3 separate regions of the Sus scrofa genome follow, and all the other regions are linked to region 1. The links are chromatin contacts, called in public Hi-C maps. All regions are on one chromosome and are shown on one strand. The core of a region is the stretch at or near the end of the contact, and the rest is flanking DNA. Distances in the headings are between cores, read along the strand shown. Region 1 overlaps RBKS (ribokinase). Region 2 overlaps BABAM2 (BRCA1-A complex subunit BRE). Region 3 overlaps BABAM2 (BRCA1-A complex subunit BRE).

Region 1 (5,116 bases), core at 897-3,396:
GGGCTCTCCTGAGCCGTGTGTCTCTCTGAGCCTCCTTTGTCTCTGCCCCGGGTCTCTTCCTCCTCCCCCACCGTAATGATATTCCCTCGGCTTCTGTCCATCACGGCCGCCCTTCTCAGTCCCCATAATTTCCTGGGTGTGTCAAGTACTGCTGCTGTTATAGTTTCAACGGCTGTGAGCAGGGTGAGTCCTCAGTCATTACCTTTAGCCCAGACTGTCCTCTGTCATTGGATTTATGCACCTTAACTACCTGCGCGTCAGCTCCACCAGCCTCCTCGCTCTTGCGGGCGCCTCTAACTCAGCCTGCCCCACTGCACCGGTAACCCTGACTGAACACGGGCCTTTTCTCATCTTTTCCGTTTGTGGCACCTCTACGCTGAAAATCCTGGGGCTTTTCTGGATAATCACCAGTTGCCAAGTTTACATTCTAAATATTTCTCGAATCTGTCTCCTCATCTCATCCCTGCTGCCACTGTCCTACGTCGCCTCTGGACGTGCTCCCCTCCCCTCCAGAGGACCAGGCTAACTTCCCAGCTGGCCTCCCTGTCTCCGGTCTGGCCCCTTCCGTTCCATCCTGTGTACCGCTGTACATCTGGCCACCTCAACTCCGTGCCTAAAACCCCTTGACCACTTCCCATCTTTCTTAGGCTAGCACTTTAGCTCCCTCGCATGGCACACGAGGTTCCCGAGCCCACCTCCCTGGCTTCATCTCTTTCTTCCCCTACGGACCTGCGGGACCTGGGTTTCATTCATGGAGATCTGTCAGCTTGAACTCATCCCTGGACTAACTCCTCCTCCTCCTCCAAGACACAGCTCAGTAACTTGGTCATCACGTATCTGCCGACTGGCCCTGCATTCAAAGCCCTGTGTTTTCCCTCATCTCCCGAGTCGGGGTCAGGCTCCCTCCTGGTCCCCCCCTGCCCTCCTCCGTGGCCTTCCTCCCTCCGCACCCTCACACGAGCACAAGGCCAGGCTCAGCTTGAAGTGCGTGCTGGCTGAATCGAGGGCTGTCAGGAGGAGGCGTGCTGATTAGGTGAGGAGCACATGCTGTGCCAAGAATGCCCTGTAGGAGGGATGACACTGAGGCAGACTCGAGAAAGGCCTCATTTGCCAAATTCCAGTTGCTAGAAAAGTGGGTGAGTTGTAAGGCGTGCTGGGTATTAAGTGTGGCTGCGGAAAAAAAACAACAACAACAAAAACCCAGGTGGTGAAAATCCCCGAGGTAGGAACTTGTCAGGAGGCTCCAGGGCCCAAATGATCTTGCAAGCATGATGTCATCATGAGGCTTCATGTGTTAGGAATCCGTCCCCACGCAGGATGACTCATCCCCCAAGCTGCCGAGGGACCCTCGCAGTTAAAGTCCTTGCATTCCTCCCCGATGTGTTAACGCATTCCATCTGACAAGCAGATACCACTTTCCTTTCTTTTCAAAACCTCTCCCTACCCAAAGCAAGGCAGAGCCCAGCGGACCTGAATTCCTCAGCCAGGCTCAAGGTTTGCATCCAGGGAAAAGGCAAATGGGACGACACGGGACTAAATCCCCAGTCAACGGATCATTTCTTCACACACACACACATACACACACACGATTATTGCAAGGGGCTCAGGGAAGGGACAAGAGAACAGTGCAGATCCACCAGGGTCCCTGCTACCTCCCCCCCCCGGCCCCCGCCGCTGTGCAGGCAGGGCCGCTGAGGTGGCGCTCAGGCGCTGAGCTGCTGAGGTGGCTTACCCTCAAGCGAGCCTGGTGCACGTCCTGCTTTGCTCTTGCTTCCAAGTTCCAAGAAAGGGCTTCTACCTTGTTCCTGTGCAGGAGATTGCGGCACGACCATCTGGTTGGCCCTGGGGGGTAGAAGTCATTCTTTGTCCTTAAAGGGTGACTCATGGATCGGCAGGAGACACGGGGTCATGAAGCCAGGGGAAGGGGCATGGAGGGAACACACAGCTGGTATTCAGTTCTGCCTTCTCCCCTTTTGTTCGCCGTGTCACCTGTCAGGATGGTCAGCCGTCCATGAAGCCCCTCCGTACACAGCTGGGGAAAATGTTTTTCTCGCGTGGGTAGATGTGTTCTCCTCTGGGACAAGGCAGTAGATGGTGTGGACTCAGACGGACCTGACTTTAAGCCCCGATTGCACCATCTCGGCAAGTGACTCAACCTCTCTGGTGACTATTTACCTGTGACGTGGGAATCGACCCCATAGGGCTGCTCTGAGTACGGAATTGGGTAATGTACGTGAAAAGGCCCAGCACACGCCTGCAGCAGAGCAGGTGGCGGCAAAGATGGGGACGACTGAATGGTTTATTCTCAGAGACCCCTTAACCGCCTGCCCCATGGTCACCATCCCGCGGATCCTCGGGCCAGGGGTTTGTGCTGTGCTGTGCTGGCTTTGTGTTCCCAGCTCAGAGGAGCAGAGGGACGCTCTCACAGTCAGGAAGGCAGGAGGGGCAGAAGCGTGTCCTGGAGCTCTTGATTACAGGGAGGCCAGGCTCCAGAGCATCCCAGCACTCTGACCATCTGTCGGTGCTGGCTGGGGTCTCTGAAATGCATTTCTCTGTGTGGGCAGGGGAGATACTTTATGAGACCTTGAGAGGGTCTGTGAGCAGGAGAGTAAAGAAATGTAAAGGGAAGAGTACCAAGGTCATTGCAAGACCAGGGAACCCGGTAAATCTCCTGCTTTCATTTGGGTGGAGGGACAGAGGGAGAGGTTTCTGGAGACGTCTGAGCTGGGAAGGGCCGGCCGACAGCCCGGGCAGGAGGTGACCTGCTGGCAGGGAAGGCTGTGTGCCTCCCTTTGCGCTGCTGTTTTCCATCACAGCACCGGCCACCGGACAGAGGGCTCCTTCATTCTTGGGTATGGGGGAGGATGCAGATCTGTCCAATTAAAGTTTCATCGGAGGGCAATTAGGAAAAAAAAAAAATCTCTTAAAAGGCTCCTTAGGACGGGTGGGTGGTGAGTAATGAAAAAACGGTGTTTGAGCAACACCAAAATTGGGCCTCTTGCCACAGGGAACTGCCAGTGGCCCCATCGGGGTCTTCGGTGCATTAAGAAGCCCTAAGCAGCGACCTCCAAAGTGCCAGGCTCACTAGGCAGGTGTTGGTAGCTCCCTGCTCTCTTTCCACTGAGCCAGAAATTCCTACATCTCCCAGCCAGTTCCCTTCCTGTTTACCTCAATCTCCGTCGCCTTGGCCACCAGTGAGCAGCGGGCAACCCCCAAACCCTGGAGCGAGGATCTGAACAAGGAGATTAGAGCTGGCCCGGCCCGGCCTGTCTGCCCACGGCAGGAAAGGGCAAAGGTTCTTTCCTGGGCAGACAAAACGGAGCAGTCTGTCTGATAAACACTGCAGGAGATAGATGCTGCTTACACAAGAGCCCTGTTTTCACAGCTCGAATCTGAGGATTTCTATCTTCTCTTATCAGCGAGTATTCACATCATAAGAATGAGATCATACCCTTTCTAACCTCAACCTTCCAACTTCCGTGACCAGATCAGTTTAGGAGCATCTTGGTGGACAGTGGGAATCCAGTTTTCTTATCATTATTGTGTAAGTGCTGCTGCTTGTTATTCTAAATAAATCAGGAGGGAACATGGACTAATCATTATGTCATAAATGTCCATGACTTTGCCTTCAACTATTAGCCGTCTTAATTTACTACAATTAAATTTCAATGATTCGAGGGAGATAGTCTACTTTTTAAATACCCTGATTAAAAGAAAGCAAATAGTTTCTGCCTTAAAATATTTCAAATGATCATTGTTTCATATTGATCAAGTGTGAGACCACATGTAGCAGAATTTTGATGCGATTTTTTAGTAGAACACAATTTATCAACAATCTGACTTAAAAAAAAAAGCTTGATTGAGATAGAATTCACATACCAAATAACCTGCTCATTTAAAGTATACAATTCAATGTGCTTTAATATATTCAAAGGGCTGAGCAACCACCACCTCAGTCTCATTTTAGGAAATTTCATCCCCCACAAAAGAAACCTTGGACCCATTAACTGAGTCACTCCTCATTCTTTCCTACTCCCCCCAGGCATAGGAACCACTAATACACTTTCTGTCCTTATAGATTTATTAAATAGGCACAAATTTTGAGCAAAATCATTTCTTATTCTGCTTGTTTGTCTTTTTTTGGGGGGGTGCACCCATGGCCTAGGGAGGTTCCCAGGCTAGGGGTGGAATCGGAGCTGTAGCCTCCGGCCTACACCACAGCCACAGCAATCCCAGATCCCAGCCACATCTGCAAACTACACCACAGCTCATGGCAAGGCTGGATCCTTAACCCACTGAGCGAGGCCAGGGTTTGAACCTGTGACCTCATGGATGCCAGTCAGATTCATTTCCGCTGAGCCACGACAGGAACTCCTTCTATTCTAATTTCATAATTAACCAACAGCTTATTTTCCCATAATTAACCAATAATTTAGTCACAATTTACCCATGAGATTCATATCGAATCTCTGGGTTTTAGCTGCCGTTTTGTGTGAGAAGTGACGTTGATGTCGGCCCAGTGGGAACCGTTCTGTGGTACTAACACTGCATTCCCAATAAGCACCAAGGCAACAGATTTAGCTTCCTTCCTGCCCAGATATGTTCCCTCAACAGTCTGTAAAGTTTTAAAGTTAAATTATACATGCACCGGCAGCTTGGTGTTTAAGAATTCCTATGGCAAAGTTGTTTATAAAGGCTAACCCTAACCTCCAAGGGAAAAGTCCAACCACATTCTTCTCACGCACAGACACACTGACTGGTCTGTTTTAAAATCTTGGTTTCCATCGATCGGATTTGCTCGAGGGATTTTCTTTTTGGTCCTCTCTGCAATGACTAGTTATGCGGCAATGGACACTTCGCTTCCTTCCTGAGGTCATGACTCCCTGGCACAAGGCTGAAGTGAGGAGGTGCAGACCCTTTCACTGCCAGCGTGAGACAAGTTCTGGGCATGAGAGTGTAGTGCCCACACCCACGGTCCATCCTTTGTGACCATCACTCAGCTTTCCATTGAAGAGAACATGTCTGAAAATGAATCTATTTTTCAAGTCTCTAGTGGTCACTAGTCAGGCAGTGGTCTTCTGAACACCAAATACATGGGTGGGCTGAAATGGCAGGA
Region 2 (5,116 bases), core at 885-3,384, 510 kb after region 1:
GTCAGCCCGACTCGTGCAAACATTGTAAGGCTCGTCTTATGACCGCCGGGAGAAAAGCGTTGTGGATTCCAGCGAGCCCACTGCGTCTTGTTTTGGAAAAGAATGATTGTTTAGGCTCTTGCAAGAGGAGAGAGGTCCCGAGCAACTGAGGCTGAGGCAGCCAGACCCCAGCATCTCCTCTGTGACATCATGCCAGAGCGGGAAGTCCACGCTCCAGTGGCCCTGGGATCAGGGCGACATGGGGCAGGTATCTTAACTCGCTAAGCATCTGTCTGCCCGCCTGCAAAGGGGGACCGTGCCTCCTGCCACACGCGACAGTGCTCTGAGCACCACCTGTGCTGTGTTTTATCTGCTTTAGGCACTTCCTTCCTCTCCCCGGAGGCTCCAACCTCGAGGGACTTTTTTATTCTCTGTTTTGGTTTTCCTTTCCTTAAAGCTGGACCGATTCAGATGTTTACGTGTCAAGATGGGCTTTTGTTCTTTTGAAAAGGTCCATTGACTAAATCAAGCGCTGTGGTCCCGGTGGGGAAAAACCCTTTAGAGGAGGCTTGTTGAACAGAGGCTCCTAACTGAGGCGTCCGAGGGTCTCCCCGAAGGCTCCCTGTCACCGCACCCTGTAGCCCCCTCAGCCCCTTCCCTTCGGTGGGTGGGCGATTGACTTTTCCAGGCATTACTTCCCCTGGCATCTTCGTGAGGGCTCCCCGCCTCTGGTCCTCCTCTTGATGGGAGGAAGAGGCGCGACCAAGAGGAACAGGCCCTCTTTCCGCCTCCTGAACTGCCGGTGCCTCTGAACACCTGCTGAACACCTGCTCGGGACTCTGCCGCGTGCGTGAAAGCGCATCCCAGATAATGACGACTCCTGCCTCCACCACCGCTCACCACCTATGGCTCGTCGGGGCCTGGGCTTGGCTGGTGCCTAATTCAACAGATGAGGCAAGACACTAAAAGGTTAAGTGGCTTGGCCAAGGTCACTTGGCTGTCTTAGAACCGTTAACTAGTGGCACTTAGAGATCACCAGGTATATGCGTCTTCTGGTTACAGGGAAGGAAACCCAGGCCCGGCTCCAGGTGAGGAAACGAGCCAGGGCCTGGACTGGGACCTGTGTCTTCTGCTCATGGTTCAGTGCTCTTTCTACTTGCCCCACTGCGCCCCCTCCCCCGCCCCCTGCCTTAGGATACATGTTCTCTTGGACAGTAAAAGGTCCATTTGAGGACTGGGCCAACTTCGATACCCCCATCTGGGGCAGCCAGTGCCATGTGATTCTCAAATATCCCTCTGCCTAAGTGACCTCCCCCTGACCCACCCTTTGACCAGAGCTACATGCAGGGCAGCAGCTCTGCAGAAGCCACCCAGGGGCATAGGTGCCTCCCACTGCAGGGCTCAGCCTTAGACCCCACGAGTATGCGTCCAGCAGCTCGGGGCTGCATTTCAGGAGACACACAGTGTCCCGATGACGGTGGTTGGGTGTCCAGTGCTGAAATGGATCATCTCTGTGCCTCCACCTGTCAGCTCAACATGATAAATGAAAAGCGATCTAAGAAGGCCCCGGGGGAAGGATGAACCCGGAGCAAGGACCTCAGGGCCTCTCCGTCCACACGGGGGGTTTCTCTTCTGCAGCCACATGTGCTCTGGCTGTTCCCACAGACTCGGCCTCTCCCCCTCAGACCCAGCTGGGTCGCCATGGTAACAGTGGACCTCTGTTGATCACCTAGTAAGCCAGGCACCAGGCTTGGGTAGCAGTGATTACGCTTGAAGGTAGCATGATCACTCCCCTTTCTCAGCCCAAGAACTTCAAGCTGCAGAGGTGAGTCACTTGCCCAGGTGATGCCTGGCAACCAGGAAGGAGCAGGGCCAGGCCTTGAGCCCAGGTGTGGCCACTCCAGGCCTGCACCGCACACTCCCCGTCCTTCACAGCCCCTAGCCTGCAGGGCTCGGAGGTCATCGGGCACAGCTCCCTGCTTTGTAGGTGCCCAGAAAAGAGAAGCGATTTACCCCGAGACCCAAGGCCTGGAAAGGTAGTCCCGCCGAGCCCCTCTGCCCCCCCGCCGGCGCCCTAATTCCTGATCTCAGGGTTAGCCTGCTCCACCCCCCGCTGCGCCTGTGTGCTCAGGCCAGGAGCCAATTCATGGAAAACCTACCTGGCCTCGGCCTGGGCTCAGCTCTTTAAGTTTAATTTGGCTGACCTGAGACTCTGGGATTGGACAGAGTTGTGTTTTTCGAACACCCAGAGCAAGGGGCTGAGATCCGTGAAGAGGGTCAGAAGCTTATGTTGTCCTAAGTCCCATTTAGCTCCAATTTGGTCTGAAAATAATTTCCCTTCCAGTGCGAGCAGAACGAGGCGCTTGATGGACTCAAGGCCTCTCTCGCCACGGGTGCCTTTGGCCAGTGAACGGGGACAGGGGACGTGAGAAAACCTTCCCCCCACCCCCTGTAACGCACTGACACTTTGCAAGCTTACCACACACTTGGTCTTGGGGGTCAAAGGGTTTTATAAAAGGTGACAGACAGCTAGTGCCATTGGCAAGCGATAGGCTCCGGGCAGCGCTCCACTCTCTCTGATAACAACTGAAATAAATGAAAACGGTGCTTTAAAAAAAAAAAAATCTATACGTGGATGGGAGCCAGTTGCCATTTTCCCCTCCCCCTCTGCTCCCCGAGCTGACGTCGTGAGGATCCGCGTTGAGAAGCGCTCGCTGACAACAGCTGGTAGCACCATGCCTTTTAATAGCCCTTCTCCACACTGCTTCCCCCCCGGCATCACGCAGTTCGCCCTGGCAGGGAAAGCCCAGGACAGAACAGGAAACTTTTGAACTTTCTGAAGAAGGAAAGAGCTTGCCGTAAAGCTTGCTCCCTCTTGCCAAGACCTTTCGGTCGAAGGAGCTTGCGCTGCTGCAGCCCCTTCCCCCAGAAGTTTCCGAGAAAAACTTGAGCTGGTGAGATTTGCTTCATCTGATTGGCCCAGGGTGACCCCAGGAGCGAGAGTGGGGAGACAGGACCCCGGGGCCCGGGGCCAGTTTCAGCAGCAGCCAGCACCCTTCACTCCTCAGGCACCTGTCTCAGAGCCCACAGCCTCTGCCTGTGGTGTCCTCACCTGTGACTTGGGACGGGGCGCCACCCCGCCCTGTGGTGCTGGGGTGGGTCACACTCCGAGGTGTACTTCAGGCAGCCAAGCACATGCAGTGGAGGTTGGCTGCCACCTGTCCACACCGGACCCTCTGAAGAAGGGCCACCAGGCTCCCCTCAGCAAACACGGGCAGGTGAAACTCGGGGAAGGAATGAACGGCAGCAGCTGGCCGGTTGACAAAATTCGTGCCCACACGTTGTCCCATCCAGGCGGGCTGGTCCCCCCCTCCTCCCGGAGGAAACAGAGCCCAGGCTGCTCTCGCTCTAGGCCTGCGGCTCCACCTGCCTCATCACAGTGCCCGCCTCCCAGGAGCACAGTCGGACTGTGCGCTTTGCCGTCCGAAGTCCCAGAAGAGGTAGGGATTTGACTGACTCAGGACCGTCCTGATCAGGACCTGGGTGGGAGGGGGCGCGTTGTCCTTCTCGCCAACTGTTGGCACAGGTTAAAGTTTGCAAATGGACTATAGTTTTACAGTTTTCTTCTTTGGAACCTGAACGTCGCATCCGCCAGCTTTCTGGAGGTGCTCTCTCTCACCTCCTGAACCGCGTGTAAGGGACACGCTTTACTTGCCCTTGCAAATGGGTGGCCGTCAGCAGTTACCGTCCTTACAGCCACAGAGTCCTCGCTGGGTGCTCTGTAGAGGCAGGCCTGGGGGTCCCCGCCTTCCAGGGCTGGCAGTGCAGCCTGGCTCCCGAGCCATGTGTACACATGACATGTGGCCCGGGAGAAGCACAGACGGCGTCTGCAGGCAGGGAGAGAACCTTCTGGTGACCGGGAGGACTTGCGGAGGCCGAGGGCATTTGGCCTGAGCATGACCGAAATGGCCCAGGTGAGGAGGCGCCAGTGGCCAGATTGGGGGGAGTGGCAGTGGGACTGGCACCCCGGACCTCGCGCGGGCTTCGGGGGGCTTATGACACCCCTGCCGACACAGGTAACATCGCAGCGAGGAGACCTACTTGCAGTTTTTCTGGAGAGAACCTTTAGCTTCTCAAAGGAGGGCAGGCACGATCCCAAAACTGTAACCTAGGGAACGTGTTAATCGTGAAAATCATGGCGTGCCAGGCTTTTGAGTGTGGGCAGATGAAGGGTGGGGCAGTGACAGAGACCCACACTCAAAGGGAATTGATGTCGTTGTCACAGACAGGCGACGTGAGCCTTGTGTCGCCGGCAGAAGCAGCAGTTTTGTGCAAGGTAACAAGTCAGGGAGCCAGGGTGTCAGAACGTCGGGGAAGAAGAGGAAGAAGCTTCAGGATGGATTCACCATGGGGGTTTAGGAGAATTGGAAACGGAGGCTTCTGTTACAGACGTATCAGCGGCCCAAAGCCCTTCCGGGAACGTGATACTGATGGAAACGTGCACTTAGACAGACATCCGGGTCCCAGTGTCCCGTAGGTGGTTGGAAATGTGGGACTGGACGTTTGGGAGAGAAATAAGAGACCCAGATTGGGGGGTTCTCTGCTGAGGGTGGTACGAGCCTGAGAGGAAGCCAGGGGAGTGGAGAGCAGGATGGAAGGGGCCAAGGAGAGGTTTCAGTGGGAGGGGGGAGAGGACAGGGGTGGGGGGTGGGGGGGGAGGGCCAGGATGTCCACGGGGTCAGGGGAAAGGAGCTTCCACAGAGGGACCCACATGCTAATACCACAGAGAGGCTGCAGAGGCTGGGACTGAGCAGAGCTGCTGGAGCAAAGCGTTGAAATTTGCAAGAGGGTCTCAGGTGACTTGGTGTTGGGGGAGGGGACCAGCCGGGTGTCACAATGACTGCTCTGCACGGTGATCTAGCAATGACCCTGGGGCTGCTGAGTGGTGTGGGGCTCGTCGCCTGACACAGATGTCTCTGTTCAGTTTCACGACTCCCGAGCCGTCCTCTGTTCTCTCGTGGGTGGGTTTCGCATTGTTGCCTCTCGCGGCGCAGCAGGTCTGCCTTCTGCCTTTAAGTGAGCTCCCCCAGCTCCTCTTGGGGCGCTTCTGAGGTCCTGGCAGTCTGGAGCGCCAAGC
Region 3 (5,116 bases), core at 1,645-4,144, 470 kb after region 1:
GTCTTTATCATCAGTGATAAAAAATCCCAGTGTTCCACAGCCTTGACGACATTTGAGAATTGTTGGGTTTTTAAATGGTTGCCAATCTCATGACGGGTGTGAAATGGAATCCCCTTGAGGTTTTAATTTACGTTTGCTTAAATGCTCCTTTCCTTCAGTTCAGCAAGCATCGATTGGGTGTCTCTTCTGCGTTGTGTCATCATGCTTTGTGTGAAGGGCTAGGAGTATAAAATAGCGAATTCATGGTCCCCGCTCAGTCTTTGCAGTGATTCCTACCTGGGGAGGCACATCAGAGTTACTTAAGGTTCATTGTCAGGAAGCAGGCGTCTCGGGTGGAGCGCAGGCATCTGCTGTGTGAATCCCATCTTGGAGCCACCATTCTCGTCCAGTTGAGAGCCTCTGAGCCCGTGGCAGGAGACTGGCTGATTCAGCCTGGGTCGTTTATGTGGGCAGGGTGGGAGAACCTGGCTGTTCCCAGGCCAAACTATGGCATCCCTTTCATCTTGAGATTCTTCTTAACAGTTTTATGTGAATGGCTCATTGGGTGTTGGAATAATTAATTTGTATCTGTAAAATACCTAAAAAGCAAACGCTAAACAATGTATAGGCAGAGGCCAGATTTCCCATAACTTTAAAACTGTCTGGGATGGTTGTAAATCTGGAGGGGAGCAAATAAACAACAACCAAAGAAGGAGGAGGAGGAAACAGTCTCTGACCTGGAGCAGTACCTGAGGAAAGCGGCTTGAGCTCACATGGCGGGGTTCGTACGCTGCACCTGCTCCGACCAGGTCCTGGGGCCAAGGGTGGACCGTCAGCTGGACTGGAGTCTTCGGAGGCTGAGAAACAGGTGGGATAAAGGAGACAGCACAAAGGGAAGAGGCACGGAAGAAGCAAGGAAGAGAGATGAGACTGAGTCAGAGTTGGCCTTGGTGAAAGAGGCAAAGGAAAAGGAGCTGGCTAGGAAAAGGCAACAGAAATTAACAGCGGAAGTTTGTGATCAGGGGGAAAGCAGCACGTCACACCCAGTAGCCCTGGGGACCTCAGTAGCACACTAAAAGCACATCAGCTCTTTAACCGAGGATGGCTTTGGGGGTCTGGCTCATGGAGGGAGGCATTTGTGAAAGAACAAGATAATCACCTTAACACTCGAGACCAGTGCATATAATGACTTTTGCGTGTGTCCCTGCCATCAAGAAAAAGACTATATTATTTTCAGTACATTATATTTACTGAGATGTGAAGGTCTGTATAAAGTGTAGAAAGATAGCCATCAGAATATCAGAATATGGCTAGCATCCATGAGGACGCAGGTTCAGCTCCTGGCCTCGCTCACTGGGTTGGGGATCCAGGGTTGCTATGAGCTGTGGTGTAGGTTGCAGACCTGGCTTGGATCTGGCATGGCTGTGGCTATGATGTATGTAGGCCAGCAGCTGCAGCTCCAATTCAACCCCTAGCCTGGAAACTTCCATATGCCTTGGGTGTGGCCCTAAAAAGAAAAAAAAAAAAAAAAAAAAAAGTAAAATTAAACACCATGAAATTTTATGCTCTAGTAGAAATTTCACGTTATAAAGAATGTATAAAGCCAGATTTTTTGGGGGGGGGAGAAACCACCACAATCAAACTAAGGAAAAGAGGGATTGGGGGAGAGAATGCATATTTATTTAGTACCTGCTTTGTTTTTGTTCAGTCCTTTCAGCAACACCATGAAATAAGAATTATCATCTTCATTTTGCAGATGAAAAAAATCAAGATTCCAAGACACAAAGTATTTTGCTTGCCTATGTCTCACCACTAATAAATGGTGGCGCTAGGAATCGAACCCGTTTTTATCTGACTCCAAAGTCTACATGTACCTTTTCCCATTATTCTGGGCTGTCACCTCCCAGATTATGATTTTTTTTCCTTTGCATTTGCAGCAAAATTCAAGAAACTTCGGGCTTTAGTTCAGTAGTGCTACTTCAACCCCAAAGGTAACCTGTTGACATGATCAGAGCATGCGAAGGATAGTGAAAACTTGAAACCAGTTTAACAAAATCTGAATAATATTTTGTCTCCTTGGTCACTTAAATCTAAGGCAGTGACAGCAAAAGGAGACACGATTTCATTTTTTCAATGCCTTGAGTAGGATACTTCTGAATCGGAGAACTTTAATGGTTCCTGTAGGCAAGAATTTTGGGTGTGTGGGATTTCACTCTCTAGTGGTTAGAATCCATGTGCCTCGGAGGTTTAGTGTGTCGTGGGTGAGATCAGGGTGGTCACTCATTGGTTGTGTGCCCACCATGCGGAGCAGCCTGGGCATGAGATGGGAACGGACTGCCTTCAGGAAGAACTGACCCCAGATGGAATCACTCTTGGAGGGGAGTTTACAGCCAGTCAATCCTGGGTTAAGACTGTCTCCGAACCAGGCTCCAAGGAACGGGAGGGGCCAGAGAAGACTAACCACCAGGAAGCGAATCCATGAGTATCTTCCCTACTAACCTAAGAGCACAGGCATATAGAGTTTGGAAGGTCTGGACAAATGAAATAATGGCTGACTTGTGAATAAGGATGAAAATATTTGATGATGTGACTCCCAGGGAAGCAATTATGGTTAACCCCTCATTTGTTTGGCATTTTCAAGGATTGAACTGGCCCACATAACTGATTTTTCCAGACAACTAAAACTTTCCTATTTATGTGCCTCGAATGTTTTTAACCAGGCTTAGTGGAAATATTTCTGAACTAGGTTGTACCGTTATCCTGCCTTCTTGAACAGAAGCTGCAAGAAGTAACATTTCCCTGGTCGCCTTTGACGGCAAGTCTGAGAAAACCCGGTTCGAGGAGGTTCCAGTAGTTAGGACATGCAGTTGTGTCACATAACAAGAAATCTGGAGGGGGCAGCACCAGTGATGATGCATCCGACAGCTCAGTGATGTCAGGCTGACTGCCCTCATGGTCACAAGACAGGGACACAGCTCCAAGCCTCAAGATCTCACATGCTAAGATCTAGGCAAGAATGCAATGGGGGCTTCTCTTTACATGTGTCTTTAATCAGAGAGGAAAATATTTCTCAGAGGACCCCTAGCCCACTTCCCCTCGGGTCCCACTGGCAGGACTGAGTCACATTTCCATGCCTTGGTTTCATGGAAGGCTGAGGGAGTGAATGCCCAGCGCTTTCCAACTAGGGGGTGGGAGGAGGGCTCTGCCCATAAAAAAAGAAGGATGGAGAATGGCTGTTGGGTGGGCAACCAAGAGGGCCGGCCAGGTTACCAAGATTGGGAGTAAACATTGCTAGGTATGGTAATAGTTTGAGGGATGGTTGAGATTCTGTTTCTACAGTGAATGGCCCTAGACTGGGATGTTTGCTGATGTCCTGAGTCTGGTTTTATGTCTTTTTCTCCCTCCTTGCCTTGTGCCAGACTGCTAGTTATCACTGCTTGCTTTTAATGTATCTTATCCTCATTTTGCCGTAATTAGTCCCCCCCCGCCCCCGGAAAAAATCGTATGATCAGACTTGTTAGAACTATGCCTTAAATGTCCTGCGTGAGCATGTGGCAGCTGTCCTGTGGATCGGATACAAAGGGTGCATTTCTTTTGGCTGTTCAGTGTCCTTTTTCCATTGTTGAGGTTGGTGGGGGGGTAAGGAGTCTCTAGAAAGTCTTGTGAATGTAGATGAAACTCTGATGAAGTTCTCTTGTGAACAAATGAGCATTTAGGGGCAGTGAAGCTTATTTCCTAGAGAAGGTAAGACCGTCGGAACTTCAGCATGACTTTCCTGAAACCACGAGAGAGGCGGCCAGATTTCTCAGTGCGTAAAGCGACACCCCTCCGCCCCACCTGTGCAGGCTGCATAGCTAGTGGCTGCTTGGGTAGCCCCCCTGACTCTGGGACATGACCAGTGGGACACCTGTCCCTGCAGTGACAGTCCAGCATGCGGCAAGCTGGTGCAGAACTTAACTACGCCAGCCTCCTGCCAGCACGTCGGAGCCCTGTGAGCGACTCGACTCGTGTGACGTGCCCAGGTGGGGCACAATTAGAAGTGTTTGGGTGTGACTTGTTTCAACAAGTTCACAAAGAAAGCAATGCTTCGGAAATGATGAGTGAAATTATACCGAACAAGTGAGGGCCACCCCTTCCGTGGATGGAGAGCTGACCAAGACTCCATCTCTGCATAGGAAGCTGTTGTGAAAATAACCCTGACAGTGAGTTCCTGAGCCCGCCGATGCCATGATTCTACCCTGGGAATCAAACCTGAGCCAGTAGACGGGTTGGGTTCCCAGGAAGCTGATGTTAAAAGGTTCAAACTGGACATTGCTGAGACTGTGAGGCCAAACTTAAACAGCTAAAGCCCCTTGGGAGTTTCTGAAAGCCAGTTAGCTGTTCAAAGGCCTGCTGGTCATTACTTTACTGTGTCAGAAAATCATGAGTTAGCCTGTCGGTGAAATGTTAAGTAACAGAAACATTTGGGGATGAGGAAAAACAAGTTTTGTTTAAAAAAAAAAAAAAAAATCTGACTAATTTGTACCATTCAAATCACTCTTTTAAGAAAAAATGCAAACTATTTCTCATAAATAGTTTAGCTATTAACTCCTTCTTATGCGTAGAACATTTTTAAAGACGCCGTCCTGGAGTTCCCATGGCCCGGCGGTTTAAGGATCCAGCGTTGCCACTGCAGCAGCTCTGGTCACTGTCATCTCTGGCCTGGGAACTTCAACATGCTGCAGGCGTGCCACCCCCCATTTTTTTTTTTTTTTTTTAATGAAATAAAGCAGCCATCCTTTTACTGACTGCTGACTGATCCAGATAGGATACGCCCTAGTTAAGCTGAGCAGGATATTTTTATTTTGCTGATTTTATTTTCTCATGTGAATGAATTTGTAGATTTTTACCTTTGAAATACTCTTGACCATTCCTGCTCCCCTCATCAGCCGGCAGACTGCGTTCAGATTTTAATATTGGCTTCAACTACACTTTTTCAAGAAGAATCTTCAGGGGGACATAGTCATATAATGTGTTTGGAGAGATCGTGGTGTACAGATCAGCGTATATCTGGCTCACAGGTTTTTCTTAATCAGAATAACTCACTTGCCAAGTAAATAAATTTGCAGTCACGTTATGAATCATTTCTGATCTTGGG

What was found. Hi-C and Micro-C count contacts between places; a contact is called where the count stands out from the background.
Region 2: a contact with region 1 is called in a Hi-C map of liver, with 6 times the contacts expected there. A contact is called at or near these places in 1 of 47 Hi-C or Micro-C datasets (liver) and 1 of 2 datasets of targeted methods (skeletal muscle).
Region 3: a Hi-C map of embryonic fibroblasts shows a contact between it and region 1, with 3 times the contacts expected there. A contact is called at or near these places in 3 of 47 Hi-C or Micro-C datasets (embryonic fibroblasts and fibroblasts).

Annotation. Positions count from the first base shown.
Region 1 is chr3:111,405,146-111,410,261 of Sscrofa11.1, reverse strand. All of the region lies in intron 7 of RBKS (ribokinase), which reads right to left. Among named protein-coding and RNA genes, the nearest start is that of TRNAE-UUC, 6.4 kb to the left of the region's middle.
Region 2 is chr3:110,899,104-110,904,219 of Sscrofa11.1, reverse strand. The region is part of intron 11 of BABAM2 (BRCA1-A complex subunit BRE); the gene reads left to right. Among named protein-coding and RNA genes, the nearest start is that of FOSL2, 59 kb to the right of the region's middle.
Region 3 is chr3:110,938,874-110,943,989 of Sscrofa11.1, reverse strand. All of the region lies in intron 10 of BABAM2 (BRCA1-A complex subunit BRE), which reads left to right. Among named protein-coding and RNA genes, the nearest start is that of FOSL2, 99 kb to the right of the region's middle.